Regions from separate parts of the Mus musculus genome. Here region 1 is linked to region 2. A link is a contact called in public Hi-C data. All regions are on one chromosome and are shown on one strand. Each heading gives the region's core, a stretch centred on a gene start, on an enhancer-like site or on the middle of the called end of the contact. The rest is flanking DNA. Distances are from core to core; before and after follow the strand shown.

Evidence for each region. A called contact is a pair of places that touch in the nucleus more often than the background predicts.
Region 1: a Hi-C map of muscle stem cells shows a contact between it and region 2, with 4 times the contacts expected there. The contact joins the promoter of Cttnbp2nl here to the promoter of Rsbn1 in region 2. A contact is called at or near these places in 3 of 39 promoter capture datasets (hippocampal neurons, liver and pre-B cells) and 1 of 484 Hi-C or Micro-C datasets (muscle stem cells).

Annotation. Positions count from the first base shown.
Region 1 is chr3:105,050,732-105,057,845 of GRCm38.p6, forward strand. Cttnbp2nl (CTTNBP2 N-terminal like) reads right to left here and starts at 2,222. Exons shown (of 6, transcript NM_001163332.1): 1 at 2,169-2,222.
Region 2 is chr3:103,908,814-103,915,490 of GRCm38.p6, forward strand. It overlaps Rsbn1 (rosbin, round spermatid basic protein 1), which reads left to right and starts at 5,307. Exons shown (of 8, transcript NM_001356556.1): 1 at 5,307-6,340. The coding sequence starts at 5,638. It overlaps Ptpn22 (protein tyrosine phosphatase, non-receptor type 22 (lymphoid)), which reads left to right. Exons shown (of 21, transcript NM_008979.2): 20 at 568-645; 21 at 3,163-3,439. The coding sequence ends at 3,227.

The sequences.
Region 1 (7,114 bases), core at 972-3,471, 1.1 Mb after region 2:
TGCTTTTCTTCATCTAACATGACCAAAAATGACACTGAAATGGTTAGAGGAACGAATTCTCCCAGAGTTGAACATCGGAGTACACGCTGTAATCCCAACAGGAACGGGAAAGCCACCCTGGGCTACATAATCTTCAGAAACATAGCGAGACACAGTGCTCCACTCTTGATTAAATAAAACAAACCCTCCAGATCCAAAGGTATATCAAACAGGTCTTGTTTATTGTGCCAAAACATCAATGAGATTACTCTGCTTCTCCTGTTTGTCCAGGCCCTGGAAATCACTGCTCCCTGGGTCTCCTGACGTCTCCTACCTTAGTTTATTTCCCTTCTCTACTCAGGTAATGAGACACATCTTTTAGGGCTTTCCTGTTTTACTTCTAGGGTTTTTTTTTTTTTAAACCCCTGCTGCTATTTCTGGGATAATGTATCTCTCCCTCCTATGGCAATAAACTTTGTGTTTGTGGGAGAGACCCTGCATACAGTTTCTTCTTTGTGCTTCCTCTCACTACATATCTGGAAACAATCATGGAACAGATCTGCAGCCCCCTAGAGTGGCTCTGAAACCTAGGAACCTGACTACTCAAAACTAATTACCTTCAGGAAGTCTACTCAGGAAGGCTGCAGACAACAGCCACTACAATCACCCTCTCTGATTGCAACTCCGCACCTCGCCTCTATCAGCTATAAATAACCAACAGGAAAATGAACTTGAGATAAAAACTTAAAATGCTAAAAATATGGAAAAATTAATAGGTGGTACTGCTGGCCACAGATGATGACTGGAGATTCAATGACATTAATGTCAGGACAAAATCATTTGTACTTTGCAACTGCTAAAATGCCAAAGACTTTAGTAGATCTTTACAGGGACTCTACAGAGACGTGAAAATTGAATTCCCAAGGCTTTTATCTGCCCTTCTCTCTGAAACTGAAAAGTACCTTTTATTTTAATGCTTTAAATTTTGGTTGATGATGATGGTGTGCTAGACACCACCACATTACATGTATATTCGTTTCCTTTGAGGGTAAAATCCCACTATAAAAGAGGGGTGAGACAGTACTCAGAGGCCACAGGACCAGATTAATTATAAACCTAGCCAACTGAACCTGAATTTTGTTCAAATACTTCCTGTCTTTTGTTTCAACCTGCCATACACCTTCAAGGTTAACTGCAGTTTCCCTGAGCAACGGACCAGCCCACTCCAAATTGGGAGATGGGGACTCCTTCTGCAAAGGCATTTACTGACTCCTCGGCACCATTTCATTTGAAAATATGGTATTATTCAGTGACTGTCAAACAATACACACTGCATTCCTACCCACACAAGGCCAGCTCTGCTGAAAGCTAACACACCCACCTTGCTATGAAATATGCGGATGCTTCCCTACTAAGTTCTCAAGAGAAGAAACCGGGTAGAAAGCAAAATCGAAAGGCAACTCAAACCTAAAAAGCCCCTAAAAGCTGGTTTCTCCCAAAAGAAACAGAAAGGGCAAGAAAGGTACAAAGGGCGATGGGAAGAAGATAATGTATAATTTAAGCCGGGGAGCTTTCAACACTCAGAAAGAGAATACAGGATCTGGGGAGGCTGTAGGAGCAATCACAGGCTGGGGGATGGGAAGAGCTAAAAGAGGGGGAAAGGCCGCTTTGGCTGTTGGAGGTGTCTGTCTGGGTTTCGTCTTTTTTTCTCCCCCTCGCCCATCCCTCATAAGGAAAACGCTGGTTTGTGTGTGTGTGTTTAAATCTTATACAGAACCCTAGTTCTGGACCCACGCTTGCCAGCAGGGACAGATGTGGGAAAGGATGTCTGAATTCGCAGGGATCCAATATAGGGGTGGGGGCTGCAGCCTAGAAAACGGTACCCACCAGTACCACTCTGAGGCTAGGGCTGGGCAAAAGGCGACCTAGAGTGAGACAGGTCAGGAGGAGACCCCTGCTGAGGGGCGGAGGCTAGCGAGAGACAATGAACAATCGTAAAGACCCCGGAGGATGCCGCGACGCCTCCTTGGGGAATCCCGGGATCTGGAGGCGGCGGCCCCGCCCCCTAGGGGGACCATCCCTACCCCGACAGGGACTTCTGCTGAAAGCCACTCACGCTCCGGGCCAGGAGGCTCTCTCGGAGACCCGGCTCCCCCGGCACCGCAGAGCCCCGAGCCCACGCTCCGTACCTGGCCTCGGCGCTCCGGGATCCTTCCCCGCCGCCGCCTCCGCCGCCCGCTCCCCATCCCCAGCCTCCCAGGACCCGCCCCTTACCCGCCGGCGGCAGTGACAGGCAGATACCCTCGCCAATCATAGCTTTACCCTTGCGGCTCTGAAACCAATCCTCGCCGCCTGAAGGCGGGGCTTCTCCAAAGTCATCCCGGCTCCTCCTGGGGCCGCAAGATCCCTTTTGTTTGGGAGAGCCAGGCTGGGATTGAGCTGGCGTCACTTCCGGGAGGAAGTACCCTCCTCTGGTCCGCTGGAGTCTGTGCTCGCTCTGGTCTCCGCCCGGGTTCTGCAACTTTTCAGGACCCTGGGAACACCTTGTGGTGGCTTAATTGAGGGTTTATCTAAAATGTGAATAAAAGAAGTGAGTTTTAGCGTTTGTTTTCGAATTAGTATTGAAAACCTAGTAACGTGTCTTCTTTGCCCCCCCCCCCTCTCTCTCTCTCTCTCTCTCCCTCTCTCTCTCTCTCTCTCCCCCTTGGGTGTGGTGCTGGAAAGCAAGGGCGCAAGACCATCTTCTTTACCACATCACACTATGTACACAAAGGGAGACGCTGGGGTGGAAGCACCTGGTAGAGAGCATAACCCCTACCGACTTGCCTTTCAGGGCAAAGCCAAATAGCTGCAAACTTACCTGGTGTTTCCCCACACTGTGCTTGCCATTCATGTATGTGGGGGGCTATTTTATATGTTTGGGCCCCGTCATACCGTGGACCATGCATTTGTAACGAAGCCGAAACGGAACAGTAGGATGAGGGGAAATGGCTGGCCTCTTGAGCACAGGAATGCAGATCTTAGTGATAGAAACAAGACCTGGAGGGAAGAGATTGCACTCTACCATACATAGCCTGCACTTCAGCACCACAAGTGACTGAACTGTTTAAATAGCCGCATTGCTTTAAAGAACTTGTAACACGTACATATAAGAACTCAAGTATTTGAGTGCACAAGTAACATATTACGCGGAATACATTATTCCTAATTTTCACAATATTCAGCAAGAGACTATTAGGGACACACACACACACACACACACACACACAAAAAGCCCTCTGCTCATGGTTCTCAACCTGTGGGTCACGACCCCCTAGACAACCATTATAAAAATATCTACATTACAATCTAGAACAGCAAAATTACAGTTATGAAGTAGCAGCGTAATTATGTTTGAGGGAGTCACTATAACATGAGGAACTGTATTAAAGGACAGTAGCACTAGGAAGGTTGAGAACCACTGCCCTAGGCAAACAGCCCTCGAGACAGGTACAGTTTACAGTCTGGGTAAAGAGATACCCAGCCCAAGTAATCACGGTTTAGAGGAAGTCAAACAGTATTTCTTGTCCACACAGCGCTTCGTTCATCCATATACTATCTGTGTCAGTGCTGTGTGGGAAGACTGTCTTACCCTGCAATGTGGATAGCACTGTAAGAAATTAAGATGAGAAGACGAAGTCAAAGAAACCAAGAGAACCGGAGGAAGGCTATAGAGTTAAGAACTGGAAAAGAAAAATGACAAGAATAACACCAAATCTGTGCCACAGTCTGCTAACCAGCCACCAGTTTCCACCGGGGGTGGGGGGGGGTGGGGGGTGGGGGTGGGGGTGGTGGGGGGGCCTGTTGAGAGGGAAGGGTGGTGATTAGCATAGCAGCAGAGTAAAGCCAGCAACTCCATTGCAGGCTTGGAGACAGCATGCAGAGATGCTACAGTACAGCCCCCGTGCTTGTGGAACAATGACCTAGAGCACTAAGAGTTTCGCAAAGACAGCATGCTCTGTATTCAGAAAGACAGCCTTGTTGGATAGGGTGTGCACACCTGTAAATCCCATCCTGTGGGAGATGGAGGCAGAGGAGAAGCAGGAATTTGAGATCCTTCTTGGCCACACAGTGTGCTGCAGACCACCATGGCCAAAGGAGACCTCTCAGAATAGGACACAATGTCCGAAGTGATTTAAAGTCACAGTATTAGGTATAGGAATAGTACCACGGAGCCTGAAAAGAATCCATTTCCTCCTCCTTCCTTTGCTTTGCCTGTGGGTATGCACGGAGGAAGTGTCTCATTGCCAGACAATGAGGCAGATGTGGGACAACAGGCTATTTTTCTGCTGGATTCTGACTCACTCCAAGATTTGCTCCAGTGAATCAGCTCGCCCAGCCTTCCTCTCCCTCCCTTTGTAGCTATTAATCCACCACCACCCATTCTACTCCAAAGCTGACCTAATGGAAACAGTACCATGTGACCCACATCCTTTACAGCACCGAGCAGCTCCGGACGGACGCTCCGGGTTCCTTTAAGCCCATTCCTGAGCCAGGGTAGAAAAGCTCAACAGGATGAGGTCATCCTTGCCTTGTAAGACTCAGAGTCCTGAGAATGTTTAGATGGCTTTCAACTTATCACCCCTGGGGTAGTGAACAGGCAGGGCTCTGCGCCTCAGATAACCTTCAGCCTTCAACGGTGTCTGTGAGTTCTGGAACCTTATGACTTAATGTGGAAAACTTGTAAATAAGCTTAGGGTCCTTGGCACGTAGAGCGAGAAAATAGGCTCACAATGTCTTGAATAGGTAAACACGGTCCACCGCGTTCTGGGGTATTTGGTGTAATCAGCTTGTCCATTAATATTTATTAAATGGTTCCCGTGTTCCGGCAACGACTTCATGTCATTTAAGTACTAAAAGATTGCAATTTGGGTCAATTTTTTCCCCCTTTTTTCCTCAATTGGCAAATGCACCGTAGATGTCCTAAGTGTTTGTTGCTGGCCTGGAAGGCCATGGTAGAGCAAAAGAGGTTATACTGGAAATGAAGACAACAAACCCAGGTCTGGTCACTGCCCTGTCATAAACTGTTGTTAACAAATCACCACCGAGTGGGCGGCTTAGAACAACACAGCATGTTCTCTCTGTCTGGAGGCCAGAGGTCTTCAAGCAGTTGTTGACAGGTTGTGTCCTTCTGGGGGCTGTGAAGACACCCATCCCATGACTGTCTCCTGATTTGTGGCTCCAGGCACTCCCTGGCACTTCTTGGCTCTTGCATCACCCCAGTGTCTGCCTCTATCTCGACCTGGCCGCCTTCCCTTTTGCCTCAGTATTTCTTTCTATATGTCCTCCTCTTTCATAAAGACACTTAGACATATGGGACTTAGAGAGCACTATGACTGTTTTCTTTTGTGAGCTGGTGTCTCTTTATATAGACCATGCTGGCCTGGAAATCACAATAGGTGGATGTATAAGCATGTACCCCTGTGCTTGGCTCATCTTAACTCATGATGTTTACGAAGACCCTATTCCAAACTAGTCCACATTCTGAGGATTGGGGTGGACAGTAGTGTTTAGAGGACCAGCTTGGTACTAATCTAGTCGGCAATCTCCTCACTTAATCCTAATCATATATATATATATGTGTGTGTGTGTGTGTGTGTGTGTGTGTATGTGTATCTGTATATGTGTGTGCTTATATATTATATGATATGCTATAATATATAATGGTTTATAGTGTATATTATACCAATTAAATATTAAATTGTGTCCCAGGTACTGTGGAGTTAATTTATATAAAGCACCTGTGTCAGTACCCTAGGAAGAATATTAATATTCCCATTTTTCCAGATTTGGAAAATTGAGTTCAAAGAGGCCCACAACTGAAGAATTGGGTCAAGTCTTTTTCTGAAATGGGAGAACTTTGTAGGTAGACATTTTAAGTGTTTGGGAGGCAATGATAGAGTAAAGGAGGTTGGACTGGCTAAATACAGAGCACACCCTCACAATTACTGTGTTGCATCACCTCTCACCATGCTCAGTGGGTTAGGACAATAGAGAATGCAGCAACATCTTTTCGGTTTGTGGGGCCGGCGAGATGGCTGGGTAAGGGCACCTGCTGCCAAGCCTGACGATGGGAGCTCTGTTCTTGAAACCCAGGTGGCAGAAGGACAGAGTGAACATCTACAGACTGTCCATTAAGTTCTTTTAAAAATTTTTATGAACGAAGACCAAAGTGTGGACACTTTGCCCCTTCTTAGAAATGGGAACAAAACACCCATTGAAGGAGTTACAGAGACAAAATTTGGAGCTGTGACGAAAGGATGGACCATCTAGTGATTGCCATATGCAGGGATCCATCCCATAATCAGCGCCCAAACGCTGACACCATTGCATACACTAGCAAGATTTTGCTGAAAGGACCCAGTTATAGCTGTCTCTTGTGAGACTATGCCGGGGCCTAGCAAACACAGAAGTGGATGCTCACAGTCAGCTATTGGATGGGTCACACTGCCCCCAATGGAGGAGCTAGAGAAATTACTCAAGGAGCTAAAGGGAACTGCAACCCTATAGGTGGAACAACATTATGAACTAACCAATACCCCGGAGCTCTTGACTCTAGCTGCATATGTATCAAAAGATGGCCTAGTCGGCCATCACTGCAAAGAGAGGCCCATTGGACTTGCAAACGGTATATGCCCCAGTACAGGGGAACCCCAGGGCCAAAACGGGGGAGTGGGTGGGTAGTGGATGGGGGGGGGGTGGGTATGGCGGACTTTTGGAATAGCATTGAAAATGTAAATGAGGAAAATACCTAATAAAAATAAAATAAAATTTAAAAAATTTATGTGTATTCGTGGTTTGTCCACATCTACATATATGTGAGGGCATCAGATCCCCTAGAACTGGAGTTACACAGTTGTGAGCTACCATGTGGTTGCTGGGAATTGAACCTGGGACCTCTGGAAGAGCAGCCACTGCTCTCAACCACTGACCCATCTCTCTAGCCCATTATTTAACTTCTACACTCAGGTCATGGCAATGCAAGCACACACACAAATACATGAATAAGCATAAATAATTTTTTTTTTAAAGATTTATTTATTTATTTATTATATGTAAGTACACTGTAGCTGTCTTCAGACACTCCAGAAGAGGG
Region 2 (6,677 bases), core at 4,057-6,556:
AACTTAGAATCATCTATGAGGAAAACTGGCTGGAAAGTACAGGAGATTTAGGAGTCGAGGGAAATATAAGAAAAACCTCAGCTTGCCATAGATGAATTAATGTGAAACATCATAAGCACATTATGACTCATCAGAGGACAAAGATAAATTCCAAGGCCAAATGTGAGTCCTAACTTAGTGGTTTTGTGACACACCATTTCCTTGGTTTTGGGTATTGCTATATATTCTGTTTGCAAAGAAAATAACTCGTTTGGTATGGTTGTTCAGGTCTGTAATACCAGTAGTTGGGATGCCAAAGTAGGAAGAGTGCCACAAGTTCAAGGCTGTCATGGGATCCATAGTGAGTTTATGCCTGCAGACTGAGGTCTTTCCCCCCCTCTCCATATCATAGTTATAATATACAAATATAATTTCAACAATTTAAACACTTTCAATATGATACTGATATATTTATTTTGGAGTATTGTTCTGGAGGAAATGTTTAATTTCAATGATCATGCAAGGAAATAAATTATAATCTAAACCTCTTGTCAGTCTTTACCCTATGTATTTTTCCTCTGATTACAGGTGTTTGTAATTCTTCCTCACCAAGCAAGCCTACAGAACGTGTTCAGCCAAAAAATTCCAGCTCCTTTCTGAATTTTGGTATGTGTATCATTTTAGATCAGAGTTAAAAATGTATATAATCTGGAGCTGGAGAGATGGCTGAGTGATTAAGAGCACTGGATATTCTTCCAGAGGACCCAAGCTCCATTCTAAGCCCTCTGTAGTGGCTCACAGCACTTGTGACTCCAGTTCCAGAGAAGCTAATGCCCACTTCTGACCTCTGCAGGGACTGCAAGCACATGGTGCACAGACATACATGAAGCCAAACATCAAAACACATAGAAAAAAATTATTTTTATATGTTTTAAACAAAATTTCATTTTTATTTAAATAAAATTTAAAAATTAAAATTGTAGGAACGGTTAGAAAATTTAATACTGCTAGGCAGACATACAATTGCCCAAACATAATTTTATTTCAGAGGAAGAAGCAGAAACTGAGAGATCAGTCTCTGTTATTATAGTCCTTGTCTCATTTTGAGAAAATGTTTACTATAAATGCTCTATTTCTTTAGCTATAAAACTTCCTTTACATTTCATCCACTCCATGTTTCAATGGTTACAATTGAAATAGTAAGATTTGGTTGGATGTTGGTGGCGCACGCCTTTAGTCCCAGCACTTGGGAGGCAGAGGCAGGTGGATCTCTAAGTTTGGGGCCAGGCTAGACTATAGAGTGAGTTCCAGGACAGCCAGCGCTACACTGAGAAACCCTGTCTCACAAAACCAGAGAAAAGTTAAAATTTGTATGAAATTAGTTTAAAACATTCAGATGGAACATTGTATAAACTATGAAAAAACACGTAATTTTGCCTTGGCAACAGACGTTTTCTGCTTCCTTCTTTTCTCTACATCACTTGAGTGACATATGGATCATCTGACTTTACATTGTGTATACCCTGGAATGAAATCTTAGCTGTATCCATGTTGCTTCTTCTCAAACATGCCTAGATGTCAAAGTTGCTATACTTGAAAGCACTTAGTTTTCATTGCTTCCTTTAGCAGTGGCAATAAAAATTATAAGAATATGTTACTTAAAAATATTGAAGTTGCCTCAGATGGAGCACACCTGTAATCCTACCACATGCAAGGGTGAGACAGGAGGATCATAAGTTCAGGGCTATGTCATAAATGCCCCCACCCCCTAAGTTGAGGGGAAAAAAAGCATATGGTTCAGGTTTCTTTTTGCTGAATTGACCTATATTCGGAAACCTGTAGTGTACAGCTGTTTTAAAGTATTACGAATTAGCTAGTGACTCAGATCAGATATAGGTATTTGAAGCTGTAGTTCTCACTGAGGACACAGCAAGTCCTCACCCCTCTGCGCAGTGCATGGGCTATAGTAAAGGCGCCTGTATTGAGGAGATGATGGTGATGTGTAACTACCTCATCTGAATATTTTCCTTCTCTTTATCATCAAAAGAGTAAGGTTTACATGAGCTAGGCTCTGTACACCTCCACCAACATTTAAAATTACTAGTTAATAAATATGAGGGGTTTATTCCAGCTCTGGCATATAGGTGTGTGTGTTTGTGTGTCTGTGTGTTTCTGTGTCTGTGTGTTTGTATGTATGAGTATATGTGTATCTATGCATGAGAATCTTGCAGAACTTGCCAGGCTGGCCTTGAACTTGTGGTCCTCCTGGCTTAACTTCCTGTGTGCTTGGATTAGAAGTAGTTGGTACCATTCCTGGCCTACTGTAGTTTTGGTTTTAGACTTGTAAACATCAGTAGTTACTAGGGAAGGTGATGAAATTCAAGTACCAGAAAGATCTTTGAGTTTTTCATCTTCTGTTCTCCCTCTTTCAAACCCTTCGGTTTTAAATTTAAGGCACCAAAGTTGCTAAGATGCTTTGAGAATCTACCACAGTCAAGACCTACATCGCTAGTGACAAAGAATAAATGTCCTCATCACGAAATTCTTTTTGAAAGCACCCAGTAATAGCTTTTATTTTATATGAAAGATTTTCATGTTCTTCATTGTGGAGGCAAGGAAGGTGCATTTCAGGAAGAAAAGTAATTATAACTCACTTAGAACCTCTTCTTCTCAGGATTATCTTATATTTTATAAGTTTTGAAACTTAATGTTTTAGTAAACTCAGGAGTTTCTGTGGCTGCATAGATACAGAACTAGATTTAATAATGCCACACTTAATTTTATAAAAGTGAAATTTGTTTTGTGATCAGTGGGTGAATAAAACAGATAAATGGTATTATATATTTAATTATTACAGGCTACTATAACCAGGGTTCTTCATATAGTTAGTACTATTAGTTAATCTGTAAATGCGCTAAGTTTAAATATTAGTAGTATTTGGGTTGGAGGTGTGCTCCAGTGGCAGAACACTTGCCTAGCCTATGCAAGGCCCATAGTTTGATCCCCAGTACAACAAAAATATTCAATTTTCATTTAAACTTTAATTACTAAAATGCCTCCACAATCTATTACTAAATTGATCAAAAAGGGTGCTTAAAATTTTAATGTTATACTCTAAAATTCAAGTATTAATTTCTGTGTATAAAAATACCCATCTTCATTCAGTTTTATTTTTGTCCTCAGGTTTCGGAAATCGTTTTTCAAAACCCAAAGGACCAAGGAACCCGCCATCAGCTTGGAATATGTAACGCACCTCTGGATTTATAAGAATATTTGTTAAAATTGTACCTGCAGATAAAGCTACTTGAATACTGCTATAATAATAATATCAGTAATGAGGATATATTTTGTCAATAGTCTTGAAAAGGAAAGCAATATGTGACAAACTTCCAGCAAACTTGTATTTTCATATTCCTTATATTTCACTGGGAACTGCCAATAAAGTTTGTACTTCAGTTTATGCTTCAAAGTGTATTTACTTTTCACGTTTGAAAGTTATTATATTTTACTTTCTTTCTATATATGAATTTTCTTTAAATATAAATTTTTATTTTGAGATGATGTCTCCTCCTCCATAGCCTTTGGAGGGCTGTGGTAACAAGCACACAAGTCCAGCATAAACATTAATTTCAATAGAATTGTAAGAATTTGATCATAACGTTCTCTTTAAAATATTTTTATGTATACAAGTGTTTTTGCCTGCATGTATGTACAGCACCTGTGTGTAGTGCCCATCGAGGCCAGAAGAGAGAACCAAATCCCTTGAATTGGAATAACAGGTTGTGACTTGCTACGTGGGTTCTAAACCAGGGTCCTCTGCAAAAGTAGTTAAACGCACTTAATTCACCATCTGAGTTGTCTCTCCGACCCTTCAACTAAATTTATACACTGCCTTAATATTAAAAATAACTTTAAAAAATAGATTTTGCTATGCAGCCCTAGGCTGGCCTCAAACTATTGATCCTTCTCCAAGCTGCAGACCGCTGCTATTGCAAGCGTGCTCCATCACGACTGACTAAAGGTTTTAGTTAGAAAACAAAGCACTCCTTCCTTTGTGCTTGCAGTACTGCTTGTGAAAATGACTAAATGTCTAAACGGAGTGTATCTCCTCAATTTCCCCAATTGTTGCGTAAAAGAAGGAAAGATGATGTACAAATAACGGCAGTGATCACTTCTGTATTGCTATGAGGTGTCCAACTGTATGTATGTTTACCCAGTTATTCACTTACCAATTCAAGAAAAAAAAATCAACAGCGGTTACTTTTTGTTAGCACTTTAACTTTCTTTTTTGATAGTGTGTTCTTCATAGAAAAGGCCCTATAGATAAACGTGTCCACATAAAACGAATTTATGTTCACAACCATTTAAAGGTACTGGTGATTTGAAAATGTATTTCTATATGACTATGGATTCTTCTAAGTAAATTATATTTCAAATCTAGTTTTATACAGTAAATAATTTAATGGCTCTTTATTATTGTAAAGGGTTGGCTTTACTTTCCCTATCAGTTTAATATTTTTACTTATGAAAATACAGCCTAGCAACAGTATTATTTGCGCTTTAATACTTTTTGTTGGGAAACCCAAATGCTAGGGCAAATTGACCTGTATTGTTACTTGTTTATTGTAGTACAATGTATACCCAGTAGGTGTTCAAGAACTTCTCTATTTTAAACGATAACTTTTATTACAGAAGTTCACTCAGCCTAAGTTACTTCTCTGGGAACTAGTGGTGTTAAACCACAGTGTCTTTTATATGCCTAGTACATCATTGTAGTCGGTTATTTCCAAATAGCTTTCTCAAGGACTTAAATGCAATTCTAGGTAAAAAGCTAAAGTAATGAAACTCAAAACGGATTTCTGAGTAAACACCATCTCCTGGCGAACAGTGTCAGGTTGACAGCGCTTTTCACATTTGCAAATTTATATGTATGGGTTGAAAAAAAATTAAAAATTTCTATCGAGACATTTTTTTTTGTTGTTAACTATAGCTGTATGTTCAACAAAAATGCTGGATTCTACCTTTCCAAGAATTGGAGGGAAAAGTGACTCTGGCAAGGCGGAGCTGCGCTCAGGGAACGCCTAAGGCAACATTTGCACCTGCCTTGAGCCTGCAGCGGTCGCCACAGCAGTGCTATAGGAAATGCTTCAAAAAAATTTTTTTTTTCTTTTCTGAATAGCAGCTTTACAATGTTCTACAGCGAAACCGTCGTTTTACATATTCCGAAATTCTTTTCCTCCTGGTTTGTCAAGGGTAAACTGGAGATTCTTTTACCTCACAAAGGCTATGGGGAGAAATACGAAATTGAAAAGTCACTATGGAGACCACCTCCGGGCAAGATGAAGGAGGAACACTGGAAGTGGAGCGCCTGAACACACGGCGAGACTCTGAAAGCTATTAACATTGTTTGGGCGGTTAGGGCGGTTGGCGGCAACTCGCCGGAGGGCGGCAGTTGCGTGGCACCCCGAAGCGTGCCTAGGCGCACGCTCCCCTCCGCTCCTCCACTCAGAGAGCAAAGTGGGGGCGGAGGGGGAGGGGGAAGAACGCGAAGGGCGGTGGAACTACAACTCCCGCAAGGCCTTGCGCGTCCAGGGTGCTTTACAATAGAAGCTCGGTTGGCGAGGTCTGCGGAGAGGTGTCGGAACTGCCGTTTCCGGCATGTTCAGGTCTACGAGAACGACCGATCAGTGGAGGGTGGGGGAGAGACTCCAATGCCCAGCGGGCCATGCGCGGGCAGCGCTTGCGCGAACCGCGGACGGGGGGGCGGTCGGGCCATTTAAATGTGTGTTTGTGGGTGAAATGGCTGCGCAGGTCGGAGCGGTTCGCGTAGTACGGGCGGTGGCGGCGCAGGAGGAGCCGGACAAAGAAGGGAAGGAGAAACCCCATGTTGGGGTTTCGCCGCGGGGAGTGAAGCGGCAGCGCCGGGCGAGCAGCGGGGGTTCTCAGGAGAAGCGGGGGCGGCCGAGCCAGGACCCCCCTCTCGCTCCCCCTCATCGGCGGCGTCGTAGCCGCCAACATCCCGGGCCGCTGCCTCCAACGAATGCCGCCCCAACCGTCCCGGGCCCTGTTGAACCTCTGCTCCTGCCGCCTCCGCCGCCACCGTCGCTGGCACCCGCCGGGCCCACTGTCGCTGCCCCGCTCCCGGCCCCGGGCACCTCGGCCCTCTTCACCTTCTCGCCTCTGACGGTGAGCGCGGCCGGGCCCAAGCATAAGGGCCACAAGGAGCGGCACAAGCACCATCACCACCGCGGCTCCGATGGTGACCCCGGCGCCTGCGTTCCGGGCGATCTCAAGCACAAGGACAAGCAGGAAAACGGCGAAAGGAGCGGAGGGGTGCCTCTGATCAAGGCCCCCAAGAGAGGTGAGAGCAGGCGAACCGCTGGGGCTCGGGCTGTAGGTCTCAGTGCCCATATCCCGCCCCTTTAGGACTGAAAGACGCCGCTCTACTCCCCTGAGCCCACTGGAGTGGACTCGGGATTGCAGGCGGTTGCCACAGTTTGACCTACTTGAGGCTTCTCTCTGAGGCCGAGCTGTCAGTTTCCATCCCTGTTTGCAGTTCCCCCGGAGCCTTTGCAACATTTATTTTCAAATTCGGCAGGGTTTCCGCGCCGCGCAGTGCTTGGCATCGGATTAGTAGGTGGGGTACTAAAACCTCCCTTTCTGAAGTAAAGGCTTGTCACTGAAAGTCCCTTCTTGTT